Linked DNA regions of Mus musculus: region 2 is linked to region 1. Evidence: chromatin contacts called from public HiChIP or PLAC-seq data. All regions are on one chromosome and are shown on one strand. Each heading gives the region's core, a stretch centred on a gene start, on an enhancer-like site or on the middle of the called end of the contact. The rest is flanking DNA. Distances are from core to core; before and after follow the strand shown.

Region 1 (7,626 bases), core at 2,913-5,412:
CATTTCTGCCAGCAGCAGAGAGCCCTTTTTGCTATTTTTGTAACTGGGTGAGGTCTGATTTCTCCAGAATTACGCCATACTGTGGTTAGCCGTGGCCTACAAGAGGGAAATAGATTTACTCTTTAAAATCATGGGTTTTCTAAGAAATGTGCCATTTACTATCCAAACACGAGCATCTTTCTCCAGCAGAACACAGTGGTCACTGTGATATTAGACACATGCAGTTCTCTCCACCCCCTAGAAATCGAAAGCCATGGGTCCGTAGATCTTTGGCCCCTACCTTTATCACACACTAGAAACACACTGCAGACACGTCTATTGGGACCTGTCGTGTTTGAAGAGATTTGAGAGTATTTAGAGATTGTCTTTCATGTCGAGCATGTCTCTGTTAGGCAGTGGAAGCCAGGGCCTACAGCATTCTAAGCAAATGTAGCCACCGAGCCGTATCTCTAGTATAAGCATATCAGGTGGCTTGTTCTGTATTTTACCAAACGGACGCCAGTTTCTCAGCTTTGCATTTAGGCTGCTCTGAGCTACTTGCCTTACTCAGTGAGTATAATAACAGTCATGATTAAAACTCCTCTTTAAGCTCATCCCTGGCTATCTGCAATGTGCTTATTCCTGGAATACATGTAACGTAAGAAAAACGTTTCTGGGGACATAAGTTATGTGGCATGGGAAGTTTTTTCTTCCTTTTAAAAATAAAAGTTACTTATTTATTGTCTTAGTTATGGTTCCCATTGCTGTGGGGAGGCACCATGACCAAAAGCAACTTGGAGAGAAAAGGATTTATCTCACTCTCCCATATCACAGTTCATCGTTGAAGGAAGTCAGAACAAGAGCTCAAGCAGGGCAGGGTCCTGGGCAGGAGCTGATGCAGAGGCCATGGAGGGATGCTGCTTACTGGCTTGCTCCTCATGGCTTACTCAGCCTGCTTTCTTACAGAACCCAGGACCACCAACCCAGGTTGGTACCATCCACAATGGTCTGGTCCCTACCCCATCAATCACTAATTAGGAAAAGGTCCTACAGATTTGTCTATGACCTGATCTTACAGAGGATTTTCTCAACTGAGGCTCCCTCCTCTCATATGACTTTAGAGTATGTTAAGTTGGCATAAAACTGGCCAGCACATGTATGTATATATGTGTACACATGTGAGTTTTTGTGTATCAGGTGCTCCAAGTATCTCTGGGAGCCTGTGTGTGTGTGTGTGTGTGTGTGTGTGTGTGTGTGCGCGCGCGTGCCTGTGTGTATGTCAGGTCCTCTGGACCTGGAGTTAATGAGAATTCATGACAACCTCATGTGGGTTCTGGGAACCAAGCCTCTGTCCCCTAAGAGAGAAATGATTGCTTTTAACTACTGAACGGTCTTCAGCCCTGGTCCTTTCCATTGTGTGTAGAGTGGGTCTTAGAATCCTAGTCCCTTTAGTGTTATCTACTTCAGAAAGAAAGGTACTTTTTAAAATTTATTTTAAAAAATGCAATGCTAAATTTTCTGCAAAGTTTACGTATTCCACTGAACCAGTGTATATTCCCAATCGTTCTTCTTACTCCCTTCTCTCCTTGTTTGAGACTGGACAGGAGTTCACTATCTAGACCAACCAACCTGGCCTTGAGGCTTGTAGATCCTCCTGCCTCTGCTGCTAAGTGCTGGCATCAAATCTCTGCATCATCAGGCCCGGCTTCTGGCCTGTGATCTGAGTAGTTTGCTGATTCCTCTACAGTTTAAAATGTTGACTATGTGTGTGCGTGATCAAGACCAGAGGTCAGCCTTGGATGTCATTCCTCAAGAGCTGTGCATTTTGCCTTTTGAGATAGGGCTTGTCACATGTTAGTCTGAATGCCTGCATATGTTTGTGCCTGCAACTGTAAGTAGGAGGGCAACCTTGGATGGAAGATAGTCTCTTCTGGTCTGCAGCTCTGAGAGGGCTGGACTGGTGGCCACTGAGCCTCCGGAAAGCAGTTTGCTTTACTCTCTAGCCCGGGAGTTACAAGCACTCACCACTACACTTAGACTTGTACAAGGTGGCCCTCTGTGAAGTAACCTAAGTGTGGACTTTGAGAAATGCCTTTGCGTTAGGACCAGCTAATACTTGAGCCTCAGTTTGTGTTCCCAGCTCCTAGGAGCCACAGGAAGTAGGTTCCATTTCCCATGTGTCCTTCAGCACAAATATCTGAACCACCACTCTGAAAACATAAGCAATTCAAGAAAGTTAGGTTTCCCTGAGTTGGATGGATACGGTTCACTTATACAGTTTGCATCGTCAGTTGAAACTAGTTGAAAAGGAAGGCAGTGATAATTCCTGTTCAGATGCATTAAAACACTACTTTCAATGACATACTCCAGCCCGGGTGTTTGTCAGACTTGGCTGTGTTAAACTCCTACCACGCTTTCTCTTTGAGTAAAAATATGACGTGTTTCTGGTGTGAGTGCTGTACAAATGCTCTGGAAATGTGTTTAGTTAGCTTGTTCTCTGGTGTGGTTTAAAGTGCCTTCTTTGTGATGGTGGGATATTGATTTTCTCATTGTGTCGGTGTCCTGCCTCAGGCTCCTGAGTGCTGGGGTGTCAAGTATGAGCCACCAGCCCCACTCTGTGAGATTGAGTCTAAAGGTTTGCATTCATGGGACTAAGATGACCTTATGGCAAGAGAGGCTTGCAGGGCTTGAAATCTTAGTCTGTATCCTCCACATCAGCTTGCTAGAGCAAGCGTTATACCAGTTAACATCTAAAGTTATTTGAGCTCTAATGGAGAGGTTGTATTAGTTGCTTTTTTTGTTGTTGTTGCTATGATTAAAAACATTATGACCAAGGCAATTTATGAAAGAATATTTACTTGGGCTTGTGGTTTCAGAGCGTTGGGAGTCCATGGTGGTGGATCAAAGACATCACAACAGGAATAGCTGATTGCTCACATCTCAAACCACACACAGCACGCAGAGAGCTCACTGGGGATGGTAGGAGTTGTTTGAAACCAGTGGCACGCCTCCTTCAGCAAGCCCTAGCAGCTTAATCCTTCCCAAACAGTTCTACCAACTGGAGACCAAGTATTGAAGCATAGGTGTCTATGGGGGCCTTTTTCATTCAAACCACCACAGAGGTATTTATGAGTGCTTTCCTTGGGAAACAGTTTCATTCTAGGCATCGAGTCTCAGCCAGGTCATTTCTTTTAGAGACTCAAACATTGTGGCTGGTGCTTTAGTCTGCTGGTGGGAATAAAGGGGCTTCTCTACCTCATGGTGATGTTGTATTGTGTTGAAATAACCCATTCATCCCCACTGGGCCCCCTCCTGTTTTCACGTCTCTGTGTGTGCTCCACTGTGTTTGGTAGTCTCTTGTGCAGCTTGCAGAGGCTACACCACTGGGGAACAGAACTCCCCCTCTGGAACGCTTCTAAATGCCTGTAGCCCGTTAAGGCTGGGATGGGACACTGTTCAGAACAAAAGATACTCAAAACCTGTGGATACCCCCAGGATGCAGTTCCTGTTTCCCACATACATCCTCTTCATCATTTACTGCCAAACCTTCAGCAAGGGATTTCTGAATGGGAAGCATTGGATTAGTACTGGAAAGTCCAAAGGTAGGAAAAACAGAGAGCCTGTCAGCCTAGAATTCAAACTAGCATGCATCATTAGCATGATCATTCCCGAAATGGCTGGGGACAAGGTCCAGTCAGCTCGTGGGGCAGGCAGTAAATTGCAGAGGCATTGTAAAAGTCGTTGTGAACGCAGGGAAATTGGCAGCTCCCTTCAGCCCCATAGTCTCCTTGAACGCCCATCTAAAAGGTCTTGTCCTACATCAAGTGTCTTCTGGCCCTGAGTGGCTCTCTCCAGATCTCAGTTATGCTCTCAGTCATAGGCCTATGTGTCTGTTTACAGCCCGAGCAGGAAGGAATGAGGCACTCATGGTGTGTGTTCCTCAAGACTGGCTGTGGGCGGGGATCCCCAAGGATGGAAATACATTGTATCTGCTTTATTACAGTTTAATTTTGGTACCATTCTTAGGGAAAAGTATACTCTAATAAAGCTGTTACCCTTTTAAATTGACAGGTAAGCAGAAAATGCTTTTGTTCAGTTTTAGTCTCTTGTAGCCCAGGCTAGCCTTGACTTTTCTGTATAGTTTCAGAGAAGAACCTTGAACTCAAGCCTCTACTTCCCCATTGCTGGGATTGCAGGCTTGCATCAATCACCACACAGGGAAAACCCCATTTCTCTGCCAACACTGCTGAAAACCAATCTGAAACCTTAGCACGCCTTTCCAAAGTGTAGGTTAATTTTTTTATTGGATATTTCCTTTATTTACATTTCAAATGTTTTCACCTTTCCAGGTCTCCCTTTCAGAAACTCCCTATCCCATTCCTCCTCCCCCTGCCTCTATGAGGGTGCTCACCCACCCACCCACCCACTCCCGTCTTCCTGCCTTGGCATTCCCCTACACTGGGACATCGAACACCCTCAGGCCCAAGGGCCATTCCTCTCACTGATGTCCAACAAGGCCATCCTCTGCCACAAATGCAGCTGGAGCCAAGGGTCCCTCCATGGAACCTCTTTGCTTGGTGGCCCAGTCCCCAGGAGCTCCAGGGGTGTAGGTTAATCTTTTAAGGAGGTAAATTAGGATAACAATGATGCTCTTTAAACAGAGAAGGCTGAGTTGAAGGTTCTCAGTGTGGCCTGTGGGCCAGGCACATCTGTACTAGGCGGCGGCGGGGGATTCCTTAGAATTGTAAAGTTGGAGTTGGGGTGGAAAATATAAATGCAAAGAGTATACTGAATCAGAGCTGCTGATGGCGTATAAGTGCATCTGGACGGACATCCTAAGTATGTAGGGAGTGACCTTAGCCCACCTGATCTTGGGGGGCTGGGCTCTGGCACAGCTTTGTGTAGGTAACAGCCAGTACTGATATGGGTGGCCAGAAGTTTAGAACACACTTCCAGTTGTCCTCTGAAGTGTCCACCTCCTGAAAGTTTAGTAAAGAAAAGCTTAAAGTTGTTTGTTTAGTTGGGTCTTGCTGAGCAGGCATAATATCACACTATAAACATACCCCAAGAGAAAGCACCCTAGAAAAGTAGCTTGGGGTGGGGACTGGAGTGATGGCTCAGTGGTTACCAAGGACCCAGTTTGGTTCCCAGGACTCACATGGAATCTCATGACTATCTGAAACTCCAGCTATAGGGGATTTCACACCCGCTTCTGGGCACCAGGCATGAACGTAGTGCACAGACATCTCTGTAGGCAAAGTACTAACAGAAACATAGGAATCTTAGAAATAGTTAAGTGTATGTGGGTATATATCTGGGAGTGCTCGTGCGTGCACACACACACAGAGACACCCCCCCCCCCCCTTGTGTGTGAGTGTACAGAGGTGAGGGGTCAACGTTGGGTGTCTTCCTCTGTTGCTTCCTTCCCTCATTTTTTGAGACAGGCTTTCTCAGGAAACCTGGTGCTCAGTGATCTAGCAGGATAGAATGGCTGGCCAGCAAACTCTGGGGATCTGAGGGTACAACTGAGGTTGCCCTGCCCAGCTTTTATGTGGGGTGATGGATTGGAACTCAGCTCCTCACACTTTTATTTAGTGAGCCATGTCCCCAGCCCCAAAGCAGGGGTAGAGAGATTGCTCAGTGGGTAAACACATTTGTCTTAAAGGCCTGAGGACCTGAGATTAAACCCAGAATCCACACAGATAGTCAGATGCCTACTGGGAGCTGTAACCCCAGTGCTCCTGGGAGGCAGATGGGAGGCAGAGACAGGAGACTTTATGGGAATTTGCTGGCTTCTACTGTGGTGTACAGAGTGGGAAGACAACAGAGAACCTGGCCGGGCTCAAGGTGGAAAGCTAGGGCTGACACCTGAGGTTGTCCCTGATTTCCATATGTATGCTGGGATGCAGGTGTGCCTGGGAGGAAGGGAGGGAGGGAAGGAGGAAGGGAGAGAGAGAGAGAGAGACAGAGAGAGAGAGACACAGAGAGAGAGAGAGGTAGAGAGAGAGAGAGAGAATGAATTATACAGGTATTGTAAAGCAGTGGTATTTCCCCATAGTCACAGGGTCACATTTCAGTGCTAACTTCCTTATTAAGGCTCCAACATAGAGTAAATCATAGAGTGGGCCTGGAACATGTGATGAAGTAAACGCCACAGTAATTGTAGGCATCTGCAGTAATTTACAATATGAATGTTGCACCACCCCTCAGAACACCCCCCCCCCCCACACACACACACACACACAGAGGTCTCAGCAGTGAGGGAAAAAATGTGGGTCATCTCAGCAACAGATTCTGAGTCTAGTGTTTAATATACTGTGCTTGGAGAATTTGGATAGGAAAGATTTGGAGAGCCTGGGCTTCTCAGACTGTCTCAGGAGGTCTGGAAGAATGGCTTCTCCACAGTTTACTTCTGGGTGGGGGATCCAGCAGTGGCTGCTAGAGACAGGAAGAACAAGGGGTTTCTGGAAAGTGTGTGTGACATGAGTGTGTGTGGAGGCCAGAGGTTGGGTTGATGTGAAGTGTCTTCTTTAGGCTTTTTTTTTTCTTAGTATTTAAAGATTACACATATCGTGTGTGTGTGTGTGTGTGTGTGTGTGAGAGAGAGAGAGAGAGAGAGAGAGAGAGAGAGAGAGTGTGTGTGTGTGTGTGTGCTCGCGATACCTGCCTGCCTTATGACACCTACCTGCCTTGCCCGAAAGGTTGTAAGGGCTGGGGAAGTTACTGCCTCTCACTGTACCATCTAGGACGCACTCAAATGACCTCTGTGCATGTGTATAGGCAAGGGGATTTGTCACAGACTAACAGAGCTGGAAGACTAGAGCCCAGCAGGTGTGTGTGCTTGTACTTGGTGAGAGAGAAAACAAATGTCAGATGGGTTGCCCACAAAGCTGGCTGCTGACAGACCTAGAATTAGGGCTTAGGCTAGCTTCCTTCCTCTGGGCCAATGAGATGGTTTAGTAGGCGACTGGCATTTGAAATCATGCTGATAACCTGAACCTGAGTTCCAGCCCCTGGCCCCACATGGTAGAGGATGAGAACCATATTGTTCCTCTGACTTTATACCTGAATTGTGGCGCATGCACACATATAAAGTAAATAAAGTGTAAGTGGGGGAAACCACTGTTTTTACCAGACACGGTGGCTGACTTCATACCTCTAATCCCAGCACTTGTAAGAAGAGGCTGAGGCAGGGCAATTACAGCTTGTGGAGACCAGCCTGTGCTAAATAGTGGGACATCTCAGAAAGCCAAAAGAACGGTTTCTGGTTAAGGAATTTATGCTCCTCACATCAAGTTTCAGAAGCAGAGCTTCTGAGCTAGAAGAACATCACAAAGACCAAGCTAGATGATAATGGTTTTCTCTAGTGGTAATCTATTTGGTAATTGCCTTGGAATGTCTACAGCACTTTGCATAACCTGAGTTACAGTTTAAACTGAAGCACTGAATTGTGGCAATTTTGTAGCAGTGGCTCTAAGACTGTCAGTGTGTATCTGTATCTGGCTCTGTATCAATAGGGCACACCTGCCACGAAACCGTTGCTACAATAGTTTGATTCAAACAATACTTCCCTTACTGAGCAACATGCCATTATCATCAAGGTCCCTAATTGACAGTGTGTTCTGAGTTAAATGCAGACGGAGTTCC
Region 2 (7,626 bases), core at 1,613-4,112, 660 kb before region 1:
TAGTTTCAAATGTTGGCTGTCAGAGAGAATTGAATACTACAATCTCCCTCTTACACAAAGCCAGCATCTGCTGCTGCAGCTTTCAATCTGCAGTCTTATGTCTTATCCGTCTAGGTCCCCACCCACAAGACATAATGATGCCTCTTAATGATGTACCAGTTTTGCTGTGAGTTCATCTACATTTTCCCAAGGACTGGCAGTCTGGCACAAAAGCTAGAGAGGCAGTTAATCCACTCTCTGCGAGTGGATCCCAATTAGTTCAGAGTCGCATAATCTAAGATGGATAACTCTCTGGCTAGCACCTGCTCTGTGGGCACTCGAATCAGACAACATATAAAACATGTAAGAGATGTTTTTGGTAGCCTTGTCTTTAGCAGTTGTAACAATACCACAAACACTGAACAGCAAATGCTGAATTGCTGAGAGGAGCCGTATGATCAGATCCCTGTGAGCCTCCAGCACCCGTGGCCTGTCGATGGGCAGCACAAAGCCTAGTTTCCTGGGTGCTTGTGTTTCAAGACACTACGTATGTTGTGGATTTAGTAACATGGAACTCATAGCCAGTGGCACCAGAACTCACACCAGATGAGCAGTTGCTTTCTCTGTGAAGGTCTGTCTCGGCCTTTGAGTGAGTGGTACATTAGATCACAAGTTGCTAGCATCCCTGGGGGCATTTCTATATGGTAAGAAAATCAGCAGGAAGCAAGAATACAAAGACCATGGCATTAGGTGGTCCTGGAACAATGTGTGAGAACCGAGACAAAAAGGCATCTTCACTCCACCTGGGACCACATGCACTGGGTCACTGATCACTGCTCCTCTTTGCCCACATCCACAAGTAGCCTCAAAGCCACAATGATTTGTAGTTGAGGATTACAAAGTATCTGGGGCTTAGAATTTTCAAATACAGACTCTGACATAGTACGGATCCACTGGATGGCAGTGGCTACTGCGTTCATGCTAGTCTCTACTAATAAGTAGCTACTGCTTGTCTGGATTAATTGCATAGTCTTTTATGTAGTTAGCCACTTTTATACCTTTCTATTTTATCCCATAATTTTTTCAGAAATGTGCATATGACATGTACATGATATGGGTGCATGTACAGATGTGTGCTCATACATAGGGATGCATATATACATGTATGTGCATGTTTTTTTTTCCCAGTCAGGGTTTCTATGTGTAGCCCTGGCTGTCCTGGAACTCACTCTGTAGACCAGGCTGGCCTCAAACTCAGAAATCCGCCTGCCTCTGCCTCCCAAGTGCTGGAATCAAAGGTGTGCGCCACCACGCCCGGCTGTATGTGCATGCTTATGGAGGTTCTAGATTGTGGTTAAGTATCATCCTTGATTCCCATTCAAAGACACATACATACACCCACACATTCACACACACACACACACACACACACACACAGGATCTTTTGCTTACAATGTATCTATATATCGTCTGTCTATGTCTATGTCTATGTCTATGTCTATGTCTATGTCTATGTCTATGTCTATGTCTATGTCTATGTCTATGTCTATGTCTATGTCTATATCTATACAGGTTCTTTTGCTTACCGTGTATCTAGCTAGTTAGCTTGATCCAGAGCCTCCCTGTCTCTGGAGTGCCAGGACTACTGGTAGGACTGCCCAAACCACTGGGCTTTTCTGTGTCATCTGGAGTCCGGAACTCTATCCCTCATGCTTGCCCAGCAAGCACTGTACCTACCAAGCCACCTCCACAGTTCATGTCTGTTATTTTAGCAGGCGCTTCATAATTGGGGGAAATATGTCAGAGTCATCTAACCTATCCCATAACCTCGAGAAAAGCCACATTTAGCTGCTGCAGGAGTCTGGCCTTCTCGTGCCTGTCCCATTAGTCTCTTCCCTGGTTCTAGTTCTGGGCAGCTTCCAAAGCCAACATGGCTGTGTCTAGAATCCACACAAGTCAGAGCTTTTCAAACCTACACGTTATCCCCATAGTAAACACAACTCAAGCAGCTGTGTTGGTATTCGCTGAGACAATATGGAGAAACGCCTTAGCTATACCTATAATGGAATAAAGGCAGCTACCCTAAACCCTTTGCTGAAGGACATTCTTGGGAGGGGCCTTTCCGTGGTGAAAGGACTCAGAATCCACGGGGCTTCCAAGATGATGACTCAGGGGTCTACCGGTGACTTCACATCATTTCTGGACTGTTTGTGGGAGGGGAGGAGTCAAGGGGTGGTCAGGAGGAGTCAGGGGAGTATCGGGAAGTTCAGAGGCTTTTGGCCACATGATGGGGTGGCTACTTGCACAGAAATGGAAAGTTAATCTTCCTTTTTTTTTTTTCTGCCAGGACCGGAAGTACTGGCTTGACCCCATCTCAGATCTTTCTACTTTAGTTCTATTTTTCCAGTACCTGTGGCTCCCTTTGTGAGCCAGCAGCTATAACACAGTTGGGTGACTGTGGAATGAATAGCTTTCTGGGGAAATCCTGAAACAATTTGCCTCTTGGGAGTGAAGTACCCAGCAGGCAGGGATTTGTCCCCTTTGTTCACTTTAACAGCCACATCAGCCTGCGCACTGAACCATTGGGCCAGAACAATGGTGGGCCCTGGCAGTAATGCTGACCACATGGTTTCCGAACACACACTGGCTCGTTTGCCCAGGCTCACAGTAAGCCCTGTTAGGCTGGTCCTGCAGAACCCAGGGCTAAGTACAGAAAGATAGATCTTCAAACTATGTTTCTGTGAGCAAGTGTGGGAAAAAAAAAAGTCAGGAGGAGACCTGCTTGTGAGGGGGTTATGAATCGGAGTCACTCCCAAAGACTCCTCTAAAGGCTAAGCAACCTGGCAGTTGGGAGAGAGTCACATGGTCCTGCCTACTCAGTGTCTCCTGGCAACAACTTCACTCACACTGTCTTAGGGACCCCCTTGACTGGCTGGACTTTGACTCTCCCAGTGATTGTGTGAAGAGGAAGGTAGCTATGTTTGCCACTTGCTGCATGAATAGACTGACTCACAGAAAGACTATGTGTCTGTAGGGACAACTTCAGCCTTCCTGGGCCCTCGAGTCAAGAAGAGCCCTTTAATGTAACCAGTGTCATGCCAACCATGTCTCTGCGCGTGAGAATTTAGCCTCACATTTCCTGTAAGCATAATGGTGCTCTCAGTGTCGATGACCCTTGAGGTGTGAGTGAACGTAACGGGGATTAGCGCATTGGCCTCAGAGGGACCTAAGAGGGGATCGGTCCAGTGGACAGACAACTGGATTAGCTCATTGTCCTTTGTATTGTGTGTCTTCTCCTGCCCGCTGCTCTCCCCTTCTCTGGTACCAGAGAAAACTCTTCTAATTATTCTTCCATAATAAAGGAACATGGCAGATCTGCCCAAAGGAGGGGGCTTGATAGCCTGGCCTGTGGGTGTATCCTCTTTTCAAAAAAGAAAAAAAAAATCTAATCTATGAAAAGAAATCTCAAAGTTGGAAAACAAGAAAAGCAAGAGAAAAAATTCACTCTGAAATGACCACCTGTGTGTCTCTTTAAAGGCAACACTTGAAATTTGAACTGAATTTCAAACATTCCTAAAAGTCTGTTTATTTAGGAGCTGTAAAAGCGAGAAAACAAGTCCAGGATGCCAGAGCTTGCCGTCCCCTCAGACTTGTTAAATCGGAAGTCAGTCTGTGACCTTCTCACACTGTCCTTAGGTCCTGGAAAAAAGAGCCTTTTGCTTACAAGGAGTCCTGCACCATCCTGAGCCGCGACAGGAGAGCGCCCCCTCCCTACCCCAGGCGCCATGCCCCACTCCCACTCACCCCAGGCGCCATGCCCCACTCCCACTCCCACTCCCACCCCAGGCGCCATGCCCCACTCCCACCCCAGGCGCCATGCCCCACTCCCACTCCCACCCTGTGGACAGGTATGGGAACAGGGCTGACCTTTCAAGCCATGCCTAAAGCACAGAAATAGTTGGCTTGTAAGGATGGGGTGGGGAAGTTGGGGAAGATGTGCCTGGTAAGCTTTGTCTCAGCCACAAGAGTTCCCCCAGGCAGCAGGTACAAGCTGCGATCTGTAATCGTCTGATCCAGCATCAGACCCACTGCATCCTCTTCCTCCCTGTTCAGAGTTTCTCATAGGCAGGGAGGGAGGCATCTAAAGCACCCTGGTTGGCTGCTAACACAGAGGAAAAGGTACTGATTTCTTTGTTTTAAAAAAGATCACTTTCAGAACTGTTCTTGGGTCTACCAAGATCTATGGAATGGCCGAAGAGCCAACTCAAAAGATGCCAGAAACTGCATTTGGGGTGGGCTGTTGCACTCTCCCATGCAGGCAGCTTGTGCAGGAACAGCCCAGGGGTACTGAATGCAGAAGGGTGGGGTCAGGGAGAGAGCCACAGGGTAGCCTCAGAATTGAGGAAGTTCTGGCCTGTGGCTTGGCAGGGTAAGTTCACTGGGACATCCTCCCAGCATTATACAGCCCACTTGTTAAAAGCTTTAGCATGATGCAGGCACCACCAAAACCAGGATTGAACATTGTCGACCCTCCCCAAACAAATTCCTTTGGGTCTCTTGGGTGTCTCTGCTTGGAGCCTACCGTGACTCAGCCTCTTGGCTGAAGCCACTGTCCTTCCCTTGGCTCACCTTCTCCCGAGGTCCTGAGTGGGATCGGGCAGTGTGTGGTTCCACACAGATAATGTTTGGGGATACATCTGTGTGTACAGCACACGTCAGTAGTTCTTTTTTATTACTTAGCAACTATTTTATAGACGTACCCTTTTTTATTTTTAATAATTCAAGAGTAAAGGAAATGGGACTGTTTCCAGATACTCTGCTTTTGTTTATAGTGTCTTTAAAGTCTCCGGAACCATGTGTCTAGCCAGTCTAATTCCACAAAATAACTGTTTTCCCTTCCTTCTTTTAGAGTGATGTGCTGAGACCTGTCTGGAGGTTCCGAGTTGGTGAGCTGACACACCCATACCTGCCTGCCTTGTTTCATAAAGCACTTGCTAGCTGTATCCTGTCCTGGGCTCAGAGGGCAGCAGCTGGGGGCCCTAGCCGAGATCTGGCCTCCCTTCCCATCTTGTCCCACCAAATCTGAACACTCCTAGGGCACAGGCTGGTCAGGAGAGAGAGAGTGCGCGCTCAGCTCCTGGTTGTGTGGTGATTCAGGAAGTGACTGGTAGGACACCAATTGGGAATCCAGGCTGGCAGTGATTGTAGCTTAATTTATAATGTGCAAATATGTTCAGGCATGATACATGGGCTTCCATTCTTACTCTTTACTCGGGTCCATAAGTATAAAGAGGCTCGCCCTGGCTGTCACCGGGGAAGGCATCCAAGCTTCTTTGCATGCTTCCATGAGCAAATCATCCCAGCAGCATCAGTGGTCCTCTACTGGCTCCGAAGAACAATTCTGTAGCTAGAGGTACCTGCTTCACGAATGGGTGTAGTTTCTGCACTGGGAGAGTCTTACCTCATCTTTCCATCTGGTCCCCTGACTGATGACAGCTGTCAGGGCAGGAGAAAACAATGTGTGCTTGGCAGTCCCTCTCTGTGTCCCCAGTCAACTCCTTCATGCCCTCCCCACTAGCAACTGTTTCCTTCTCAAAACCCCATCACATGGCCAGTCTCCTCAGATAGCACCAGCTCCTGCTTAACAGAAAAGATGGAAGGGCAGTGTTGGTTTGCTCGGCTTCCTCCCCATTCCTCTCCCTAAGGCATCAGAGTTTGAGGACATTTCGTTCTTGGTTCTCTTCATATTCCACTCTCCCTGGACTAAGCTCTATGACTCCAGAGACTCTTCTCTCCTCTCCTTTCATCCCCTCTCCTCCCTTTTTCCTACCCCTCCCTTCTCTTCTTTCTTCTTCTCTCTTTCCTCCCTTTCCCTCACTCCTTTCTCTTTTTTCCCCTCTCCTCTCCTCTCCTCCCGTCTCCTCTTTTCTCCCCTTCCCTCCCCTCTCTTCTTTCCCTTCTCTCCTCTCTCCCTTCTCTTTCCCTCTTCTCTTCCCTCTTTTTTCTTTTCTTCTTTCCCCCCATTCCCTTCCCTCCCTTCTCCTCTCCCCTTCCCTCCCCTCTTCTTTCCCTTCTCTCTCCTCTCCCCCTCCTCTGTACCTCCTCCTCCTCTTCTCTCTCTTCTCTTCCTCTCCTCCCCTCCTCCCCTTCCCTTTCTTCTATCATCCCTCTTCTTTCTTCCTCTCCTTCTCCCCATCTGCTCCAGATGATCTGAACACTGCCAGGGGAATAGTTAACAGGTCTGCACTGTCCTCTTCCTCCTCCATATTACCTCTCTTTCCCTCTTTCCCCACATCTCTTTCCTCCTACCATTAACACACTAACTTCACGTTGTCCCCAGCTCTTTCTTCTCCTATACTCCCCTGGTTACAAAGCTCTGTCCATTCCATCCTGAAGGATGTCACAAAGCCATCCTCTGTCCCTCACTTTCCTGACTTCGGCATCTGTGGCAGACTTGGATGTGGCACCTCAGCCATCTCTAATCTGTCTGCCTCAAGCACTCTTCCTAACACATACGGTGCGTCATCTCCTTGGTAAACCCTTCTCATCTGTTGGGTTCACGTGTGAGCAGAAAACAATTGCGACTCTCAGAGCCATCACACATGTCCTTCATGCTGTTGTGGAGTTTAAGACCACCAGGAAAAGATCCCAGGCTTGATCCAGGTTATAACTAACCACATTATTAAAGCTGCTTACAGGGCCACAGTCTAACCCAAATCAGAGACATGCACCCAGAGTTGAGTGAAAGAGGGGATTTTAAAGTAACAAACCACAAGGGCTGTTCTGCTCTGCCAGATTAGATATTCAACGTGGCTTTAAAATAGTCCTTGAATGTCTGCATATGCAAGTCACAGAAGCCACAATCAGTGGTAGGTCGCATCCTAAGAGCAGATGATCATGGCCATACATTTCCGAGTGAGGGTCAAGGATTCAGGGTTGCCGGGCCTTATCTTCCAGGACCTTGAGTCAGAGACAAATGACTATTAAGTTCCGAAACAAATGCCTAGCACAAAATGGAGGTTTGTTAGCCATCACCGTATATGACACTGTACCAGTGCCACAGTTCACAGCATGGTCACAGAATAACTCAGCTAGAGAAGACGGCTTCCGAAAGCACAGCTTGGAGTGGGACATCTTCACAGCACCTGGCCCAAGGACTCACCTCACCGAGCACCCTCACCCCCTCCTCCAATAGCTTGCACTCAGGGAATTGTTGGTAACGTTTCAAGGGAGTTGTGTTAGGAGCTAGCTTTGCAGGCAGTAAGGGAAAAGGCCCTTTGTGAAAACTACAACCTAGCTGTGCAAATGCACAGAACAATGCGTGTGAATGCGAGGAACAATGGCAGAGTTAGCACAGAGCAGGGCATTATCCAAGGGCAGAGACCAGAAATGCCTGCCTGCAGAGGCAGTCACTGGCTAGCTAGTGGCCAGCAGGGGGCCAAAGTCAGCTGTATCCAAGAAGGAATTAGAGGTGGACAGAGGGACACCTCAACCTTTAGCTGGTGCATAGCATGGAACCATCTCTCTGCTTGGGCCAGAAGATCACGCAGGCTCAAGGACAGCTTGGTTGACTCTACCAACAATATGTTCAGGAAACTGACTAGTCTCATAGAAATCCCTTCAGTCTTTGCCCAACCCCAACCAAAA

Evidence for each region. HiChIP or PLAC-seq counts read pairs in DNA pulled down with a chosen protein or histone mark.
Region 2: a contact with region 1 is called in an H3K27ac HiChIP or PLAC-seq map of embryonic stem cells, with 6 times the contacts expected there. The contact joins two enhancer-like sites. A contact is called at or near these places in 9 of 39 promoter capture datasets (the 3T3-L1 cell line, the C10 cell line, cranial neural crest and 4 more), 2 of 15 datasets of contacts at CTCF or cohesin (large pre-B cells and pro-B cells), 1 of 115 datasets of contacts at active chromatin or transcription factors (embryonic stem cells) and 1 of 9 other capture datasets (adipose tissue).

The regions. Positions count from the first base shown.
Region 1 is chr16:22,137,132-22,144,757 of GRCm38.p6, reverse strand. The region is part of intron 2 of Igf2bp2 (insulin-like growth factor 2 mRNA binding protein 2); the gene reads left to right. Among named protein-coding and RNA genes, the nearest start is that of Igf2bp2, 22 kb to the left of the region's middle. Within about 2 kb of position 4,162, at least 18 of the 459 cell types and tissues checked have an H3K27ac peak or open chromatin away from gene starts, as enhancers often do. A contact at or near this core is called in embryonic stem cells, where this site is marked.
Region 2 is chr16:22,795,492-22,803,117 of GRCm38.p6, reverse strand. It overlaps Gm30416 (a long non-coding RNA gene), which reads right to left. Exons shown (of 4, transcript XR_875953.3): 2 at 5,244-5,475. Among named protein-coding and RNA genes, the nearest start is that of Gm30416, 7.0 kb to the right of the region's middle. Within about 2 kb of position 2,862, at least 34 of the 459 cell types and tissues checked have an H3K27ac peak or open chromatin away from gene starts, as enhancers often do. A contact at or near this core is called in embryonic stem cells, where this site is marked.